2 separate regions of the Zea mays genome follow, and region 1 is linked to region 2. Evidence: chromatin contacts called from public Hi-C data. All regions are on one chromosome and are shown on one strand. Each heading gives the region's core, a stretch centred on a gene start, on an enhancer-like site or on the middle of the called end of the contact. The rest is flanking DNA. Distances are from core to core; before and after follow the strand shown.

Region 1 (4,341 bases), core at 431-2,930, 350 kb after region 2:
TACGACCGAAAAAACAAGAAAAGTAGGTACATAGATACACAAGCTGTTAGCCTGTTACCAAGATAGAAATACATCTAAAACATGATATAACTAACACAAATGCAGTGATATGTGTGTGTTGTAACTCTAGCTCTCTTCTTCTATATTAATGCAATGATACGTATGTGTTTGTTAAAGAAAACGAATGCGAAACAATTAGTTTTACCACTTCTCATGCTTTACAAATTGCAAGGAAACCTCCTAACACCGATACGGTTAGTAACTACAGAAAACTCACAAAAAAAAAGAGTTGATGTACATAGTTAATTAAACTCATACCATCTCCAGGGTCGGTTGCAGCTTCATCCACCGGCCTCACCAAGTACACCTCCATGGCGTTGAGAAGAGGCGGGAGCGTCGCGTTCCTCGTCGCAGTAAGCGAGACGCTATGCCTCGCCTGCCCCTGCACCGTGCCGGAGAAGGAGTCGGCGAAGAGGTACGGCGGAGAGTAAGGTTCCCTGTTCCACGCGGTGCCGTCGACGGCGATGTCGAACTGCCGCCGCAGCTCGCCGCTCGCCGACACGCGCTGCAGCTCGGCGAAGTAGAGGACGAGGAGGTACGTGGCGCTGCTGGCGTCCACGGAGCGGTCGTCGGACGTGTCCCACGAGAAACTGAGCACCGAGCCGTCGGATGGCGTCGCGGCGCTCTGCATGACGGCGGACGGCGCGTCGTAGGGGTCGGCGAGGTAGTTCCGGACGACGGACGTGGCGGACGCCTCGGTCCAGGCCGGGACGGCGCCGTACGCCAGCCAGATCCGGTCGTGGGGGTCCAGCGGGTACCTGCTTGTTGGGCCAGAGAAATGTGCTTTGGTTGGGCTTGTGTAGTATAGGAGTACAGTTCATTCAGTTATTAACAGTAAAAAGATTTCACTTTAAAAAAAAAACTCACTCACCGAACCACAGACTTGTCCGTGGGTCCCACGTTGCACCGGTTGGCGTTGACCATGACAAGGGACTGGCTAGCGTTCGCCTCCGGGTAAAGAGTGCTCCGCAGCGGCCTGAGGTCCAGGCCGGAGATGAACGGGGTGCCGGTGCCCTTGTTCACCAGGCAGACCTGCAGGAAGTCGGTGGGAGCCACGGCCACGACGTCCATCCAGTTGATCGCGGCCGCGTCCCTGAACCTGACCTCGTGCCAGAGGCTCGCGCCCAGGTACAGGTCGAAGACGGGCGGCGTGCTCAGGCCGTCGTAGTCCGCGTAGTAGAAGGCGGCGCGGACGAGGTACTTGTTCCCGGCGACCAGGGAGGGGAGGGTGTAGCAGTTCCGAACGCCGGACGCGAAGGCGCGGACGGTGTAGTAGCGCTGCGCGAGGGACGGGCTGATGTAGCCGGCGGAGATGTTGCGGTTCTCGCCGGAGGTGACGAAGCCGCGGTCGGAGACGTAGAGTATGGTGGAGGTGAGGTCCTGGTACGTGGAGTTCTCCGGGATGCCGCAGTCGATGCTTATGAAACCTGCTGGAAGGGCAAGTGTGTAGTAGGTCAGTCAGAGAAGAAGCTAGCTAGTTGGTGCAGAGTCTGGAGAATGGAAAGCACCTCGGCTATCTGGCTGGCCGCTGCTGGTGCAGTACTGCAACAAGATGGAGAAGAAGAGAACAGCAGCACTCAGCTTCATGCTTTCTGTCCAAACTTCGTTGTGAGCACAGAACTTAAAGGGAGACCTTGTGCGTGTGTGTGTGAGAGAGAGAGAGTATATATACGTACAACGGTACACGTACGGACGTACCTATGCATGCGTAGCTTACTCCGACGCAATTGTGGACAGGAAAGTCAACGTCCGATCAGGAACTAAAAATCAGGTATTGTCCAATTAAAAAAAAGATCTTGCCATGCTACATGCCCCACGCCAAAAGGTGACGAGATCGACAAGTACGTCATCATTGCAACGCCTACGTGTACCTATGCTATGCATGCGTGCGTGTATGCTATGCATGAGCACAGAACTTAAAGGGAGACCTTGTGCGTGCGTGTATGTCGTGTGTGTGAGAGAGTATATATACGTACACGTACGGACGTACCTATGCTATGCATGCGTAGCTTACTCCTCCGACGCAATTGTGGACAGGAAAGTCAACGTCCGATCAGGAATTAAAAGTCAGGTATTGTCCAATTAAAAAAAGATCTTGTCATGCTACAAAAGGTGACGAGATCGACAAGTTCGTCATCATTGCAACGCGTACATTTGATTCTCTGCCTCTTGTGGCGATGCCACGATGGTCAAAATCTCTCTGTCTCTCATGGTGGTCAACAGAATGCATGTAATGTCACTTGATTTAGCTTTTTTTTAGAAGTTTTTCTAAAAATCTGACTGTAGAGAAAATCTAAGTATCGTGGAGATTAAATATAGAGGAAAGATAAAAAAAACTCTATAGAGTTTAGCATGTAGAAAAGTGACGGTTTGTTACTATCTCAATGACTCAGTTGATTCTGTGTTCACGTAGATTTTGAATGTTTTGACTAAAGTTATTTTATAAAACTGCGTGAAAAACTAAGTGTTTGGTAGGCTACTGTGGTCAGAAGCTAGAAAAAGTTAAAACAAACATGGGCTATAGCTGGCGTGGCGCAGCTCACGTCTTGTGGACTGAGACCGACCCCCGGGCTTGGGTGAGGGAATATACGTCAAGATAGTGTTTGTCAGGAATGGAACAAAAGACCCTTCTGGAGTCAAGAGAGTTAATCCCATTTTCGACTGAAGGACGCAGCTAATAATTGTGTGTGTAGCTTCAGTGTGCATCTTAATGACTGTTGTTTGTAATCTTGTGAAGCTGTGGTGAATAACTTGATCACTACACCCTTCAACAACCTATTGATTGAGTATAAGGTGGTGTTTGGTTCTGAAGTATGGTGTGATAGAGCCGCTTTACTGCTAATTTGTTGTTGTTTAGACTAATTCTATATAGGATGAAATGACTCCTAAAAAGAAATATATTTTGCTTGCACGATGATGAATCATTCTGTTCCCGCAAATTCTTTTGGACTGAGCCGCTCCATCCCAACATTGGGGGCTCCAGAACCAAATACTACCTAAAATGTCCAAACTAGAGATTACTAAACGGGCCGCCCGTCTCGGGCCCGGTGAAGCCCGGCCCGTTTTGGGCCTGACCCGCTAGGGAAGGTTACAAAACCGAGCCGGGTCGTCTAAGCACACATGCTCGTTCCCCTGTCCGAGCCCGGCCTGTTGCGGGCCTAAACGGGCCGCCCCAATCCGTTTAGCATGGAAAAAGCGGGCCAAAACAGTCTAAATGGGTCGATAAGCACGATTTAGTGCATAAAAAGCGGGCTTGACAGGGTTAGAGATAAACGGACCGTGCCGGACTAGCCCACCGTGTTTAGTTTCCTGTCCGGGTCCAGCCCGCTTATTCGTGCCGGGCTAGCCCGGATCCGTATAAAAGCGAGCCGGACCAGACTCGTACCGGGCCAAAAAAACATGTTGTGTGCTTTCTGTACATCTATAGTCCAAATAGGCGACTTGTTTCTCGCTGACTTGACTACCACCTTAATTATGTTCTCGGATAAAATAGACCAATCATAAACAGTAGGTTTATCGCTGACATAGCTATTAAGCAGCATTTTGCATCGGTTATCACGATACTAAGCCCCGAAAATATTCTACACACCAACATGCTCTTTACCAACTACTTTCGAGTTTCGACAGCGAATGGAACGGAGACCCTGACTGACATGGAGATCCTACTCTACCAGCTCAGCTGTAGCCAAAACGAAGACGCTGCGCCTGCGCGACCTGGGAGAGGGAGACCCCCGAGGTCGGCACGCACGCACGCACGATCCGATTCTCCCCGACGACGTCACGCTAACGCTGAGGGCGAGGCCGGCCGGCTGCCACACGCACAACAGCCAGTGGCCGGCAGCAACCAAACGGGGCAGCTTTCCTCTCCTTGATGAGACCTTGACCTCACTCGGTCGTGGTCCTCACTCCTCCTCAGTGCGCATGTCGGCGCGCACTACAGCCCACGAGTGAGCCGCCACGCAAGGCACTGGCCCCGCGGCCCCCGGCACGCGTGGTCAAGGTCATAGCGCGGCCGAGGAAGTCGCCCCTCGATCGCTCGCGGCGTCAAGCTGGCGAACGTCGACGCGCATTGCCTCCGGTGCGGCGGTGCCGGTTGCGCAACTAGCCCGACTCCGTCGTCGAGCAGCTCAGGCAGCGCCGCAGCCCAAGGCCAGGGAAAGCGGCGACGGCGGTGGTGCGGCATTCCGTCGAACTCCTGTCCTGTAGAGCGCAACGGTTGTCCCGACGCGGGCTTCCACACACAGAGCCTCGACTCTCGAGCCCTCCACGGCTCCACCCCAT
Region 2 (4,316 bases), core at 842-3,341:
TGTTTATTTTTTACTCTCTATTTGACTCTTTATTTGTCTCTCCATAAATATTAAACTCTATATATAACATCTCATTACAACAGACTCTCCAAAATGCAATTTAGCTTTGCTAGCGAGAGTTGCTAGCCAAATTTGGCTAGTGAGGGAGTTAATTTAGAGAGCCAGATAACTTAGCAAGTTAAATGACTACTCTGTTGGAGAGCTATTATGCTATTAATTAGCTAAAATTTAGCTTGATAAGCTATTTAACTTGTCTCTTGGAGATGCTCTAAGCATATGAAATATTTAGGCCAATATGTGAAGTCATTTGCATAAAAATCATTTTCTATATATTTTTCAATCTCTAATAACTTTTCTATATCTTGTCTGCACTCTAGATCCATTCATTTTGTTGTCATATCGTTCATAGGCTAATGACTCACAATAAGAAAAGAGATTCGAATCTCAAGACAACCTCATCTACGCATGAATATAGAGGTTTGCCCCTCCACATAGGTACTTTTTTTTCCGATTGTCTAGATTCAGAACAGTGAGAGCAAGATTCAGAACAGCAAGATGTAACTACCGTCGAAGTGGTGGGAGTTATAGATTGACTTCGGCTATGATACGTGGTAGATGATTCAATGCCGACGAGAAAATGGCTCTCCATATGCTCATGGCTGGCCGAGAATATCACAGCTAATGACGATTGAAAACTGAAAAGTGTTCTCAAGCGAACTGAGAGAGAGAGAAGAGAGAGAGAGAGAGAGAGAGTCATGCAACAAGTCAGAGAGAGGCGAGCTGACGAGGAGCGAGCCATTTGAACATCCTAACCCAAGAGGCACTTCACTTCAAAAGGCAAACTTGATACCAGGCCTTCCATAGTTCCATATACTACATGGATGACTTCGTTCTTTTTTTTTCCCCCTTTTGCAGGTGTAGAAGCATATACCTACCATGCCAAGTGAAGTTATGTTCGTTTTTCTTTAATGCAGAAGTGGAAACCCATTGCTAGTCAGGTTCTTCAGTGCTCGTATCCTGGCCAGGTTGGTTCTGTCAAACTATTTGAAACCAATTCAGGCAAATTCTCCTTATAAAAAGAAGAGGAGTATCCGAGTATGTATACTCCTTAGAAAACGAAATGTTGGTGCATGCTGTATTATATGAACCAGAGAAGATAAGAGGAAACCAGCATCTTTTCCCAGTCTTGAGGTCTTGTTTGGAACGCGAGAATTTCACGGGAGAAACATGCAATTTCCTTGGAAATCCCACGAAATTCCGGCGTTCCAAACCGTGGCTTACAACAGTTCGTCGGCTCTGACGAACGCCGATACCAGAGCGGCCATGGAACAAGAACCACTAGTTAGTTAGTAGTAACTGGTTATATACGCTACTATAATCCTACTACTCCCTAGCTGGAGGCTAGCTAGATCAGTGGCCATGGAGTTCTCCTCCGCTACACTTCCCCTCGCGCCGCCAACCAATCCGCCATGGAATGACGCACGAGCACGACGCACGCAGAGCAAGTGCGACGGAGATCCTCCACGTCCTTGCCTCTGCAATCGTGCAAGATCTTGTCATCGGTTGTGCAGGGGGTTGGAGCCTGTCGGCACGACCCGCTTGTCGTCGTCGCCGCCGCCGCCGGCCGCAGCGGCGGCGGGCAGCATCGCGCAGGCGGCGCCAGCTCTGTTCCGCTGCCTCTTGCACCGCGCGGCGTCGAAGGCGGCGACGCGCGCGCTCGCCTCCGGGCGGCGGGTCGCGGGCATTGGCGCGGCGGCGCCCCGAGCGCCGCCACCGCCGCCGCCGTGGACGGCGGCCAGGAGCGCCGCGAGCGCGACGAGGCACGCGGCGGCGAGCGGCGCCCACCGTCGCCTCCTCATGGCGGGAGGGAGCAGGGGTGTAGGAGGACGTGGGCGTGTACGTGTAGGCTGCGTGGGCGCGCGGTGGGCGGAGGCGGAGGCGAGGGCGAGGGCGAGACCAGTGCAGCGCTAGCTGTCACAATGGCGCAGACCGCGTCGCAGAGTAGCAGCAGCGGCTGCTGTCGAGTGCGAGCTGCTGCCAAGTGTGGCGTCGAGGCGTCGAAGCAGACAGAAGAAGGGTGAAGTGAAGTGAGGAGCCGAAGAAAGTGGCGGTGGACGACGCAGATACCGGGAGCGAGTTCAGGCAGCTGCGTTGTGGCATGCAGCATGCTGCAGCTTGCTAGTTTTTATATATACATAATACATATAATAATATATACGCTGCTGTGAAAACTTGCAAAAATTCCTCGTGCGAAAAAAAGAGAGAAAACTTTCTGATTTTCTCCGTACCCCCCTCCATATATATGATTTAGAGGTCGTTTTGTGACTTGCAGTAGTTTGCACAAAGGAAGCCACTCAGCCTATATTCAGCAAAGTCGATATCTCACTCCTTATTTTCACTTTTTATTACAAACCCATCTATGTAAAGAAAACACCTGTCGCTGGAATTGACATTAGTAGTTGGATACCTGGAGTATTTATTAATTGTCCTGGTGGAGCTGCCTGTAGAGCTCAGTCAGTACTGTATTACGGTGGAGCTGCCTGTAGAATTCAGTGAGAAGAATCAACGCATCCCTTAAAAGGTTCACTGAAAACAGTATATCCGGTTCAGGCTTCACAGAGTGTGATATGTGAGTCTGACGGCCATCTCTTTAAAAAAAACACCAAGAAAGCTCACATCATCACAGGGAAGTTCATTTCAGAACCCCCTGTAGAGTTCATTTATGGCGCGCTGCATTTTGGCGGTGAATTCTTCTCACAAAATCCTGCAGAATCCATTTATTTATTATTATTATTATTATTATTATTACGGCGCGCGTGTGTCTGCGCGCACGCGTGGTGTCCGAGGCATTGATAAAAAGGAACCGCGGAGAAGGGGAGGGTCAAAGCAGGAACAGTACCCTCAAGTCTCTCCCTGCTAGTCCTAGTAGGACATGCACTGATGGGGAGTGATGGGAAGGGGGGAAAAGAGAGAGAGAGAGAACTGCAGCAGATGCAGATGCAGAGCCTCACCCGGCCGGCCCATTCTTCTGCCACCAAACCGCATTGATGAGCGCCATGAATCCGTCTGGTGCTGCAGAGAACATTGAGAGGAATAGAAAAGGTGGTGGTGGAGGAGGAGAGGGCACTAGGGCAGAGGCCTTGACGGAGAATGGCTCTAGTGCACCGTTTCCGTTTGGGCCGTGTATGAGATTGTACGTAGAAGATGGCAAGGGATGTTTCAGTCTCACTGGTAGCCATCCATGCGTGTGCCCGTTTCTCATGCCCTGCACTGCACAACTGTGCCCGTTGTTCTCATCATATCTCTCTGTGTGTGGTAGACTGGTAGCCGATAGGATAGCCATATCCATGTTTGGAACGATCGTTAGGCTACGGTTAGCGACGATGGGCTGTTGCTGACAAGACCGCCCCTACGACAGCGGCTACAGCAGAGGGGACAGCCGGACAGGGGCCATGGGCGCTCTCTCTCGTCTCGGCTGCTGTTGCTGCCATCACCTGCCTCTGCCTGTCAGTTGGCACGTCGTACGTACGTACGTGCTCTTCGCTTGGCTCATCGTACTTCCCCTACTAGAGGGAGGGCAGAGAGGGGCGGGCCACACTAGCGTAGTGTACTGTGCTGCGTCCGTTCCTCACTGGAGCAGGGGCAGCCATGCCAGTATGCCATTCCACATGACGGGGGCAACAACAGATTGACGGAGATTTGCTGCTCAATATATGGTCCTGTCCATCCAAAAGTTCACGATGGGATTGCGCTGGCCAACTTTGACACATCTGTTTAGACAGTTTAACGTGCGCCTCTTGTAAGTTATCCGTATTTATACTGCTCTAAATTTATATCCTAAAAAAATATTATATCTTTACTAGCAAAATTTCTTTACTTCATACCATAATCCTCCGTAGTTATATTACCCTATATATATATATCTTAACCCTACGCCAACTACCATATATTATATTATATTATATTATGTTTTTTCAATTCTATTTCTTTTTTCTAATCGACTAAACTACTGACCTCCCCATGCATGTTGTACGTGCGGTAGGAGGGAGTTGTTAAGTAACCTAACTAGTTATGCGGGCAAATACATGTTTTGTCCATGAGAGGTCTCACATCTCTATATAAGGAACATGTATATCCTCTCATAATACAGAGAAGAGAAAGAGATCAAAGGCCCAACCCTACATCGTGTCTCATGTGTTTCCTCTGTCGTGCTTCTGGGAAGGGATACGAGTCTTCCACGACTTCTCGCGCCTAATCTGCTGACGGGAGAGAAGGGTGCGGATCTGATGATCCGTGGTAACGTAGTTCTCAACACG

What was found. Hi-C and Micro-C count contacts between places; a contact is called where the count stands out from the background.
Region 1: a contact with region 2 is called in a Hi-C map of root tip, with 7 times the contacts expected there. The contact joins the promoter of LOC103626627 here to the promoter of LOC111589273 in region 2. A contact is called at or near these places in 2 of 25 Hi-C or Micro-C datasets (ear and root tip).

The regions. Positions count from the first base shown.
Region 1 is chr5:82,739,194-82,743,534 of Zm-B73-REFERENCE-NAM-5.0, forward strand. LOC103626627 (probable LRR receptor-like serine/threonine-protein kinase) reads right to left here and starts at 1,681. Exons shown (of 12, transcript XM_035959084.1): 1 at 1,569-1,681; 2 at 932-1,490; 3 at 319-818. The coding sequence starts at 1,647.
Region 2 is chr5:82,384,209-82,388,524 of Zm-B73-REFERENCE-NAM-5.0, forward strand. It overlaps LOC111589273, which reads right to left and starts at 2,092. Exons shown (of 1, transcript XM_023300066.2): 1 at 1,147-2,092. The coding sequence starts at 1,859. The coding sequence ends at 1,557.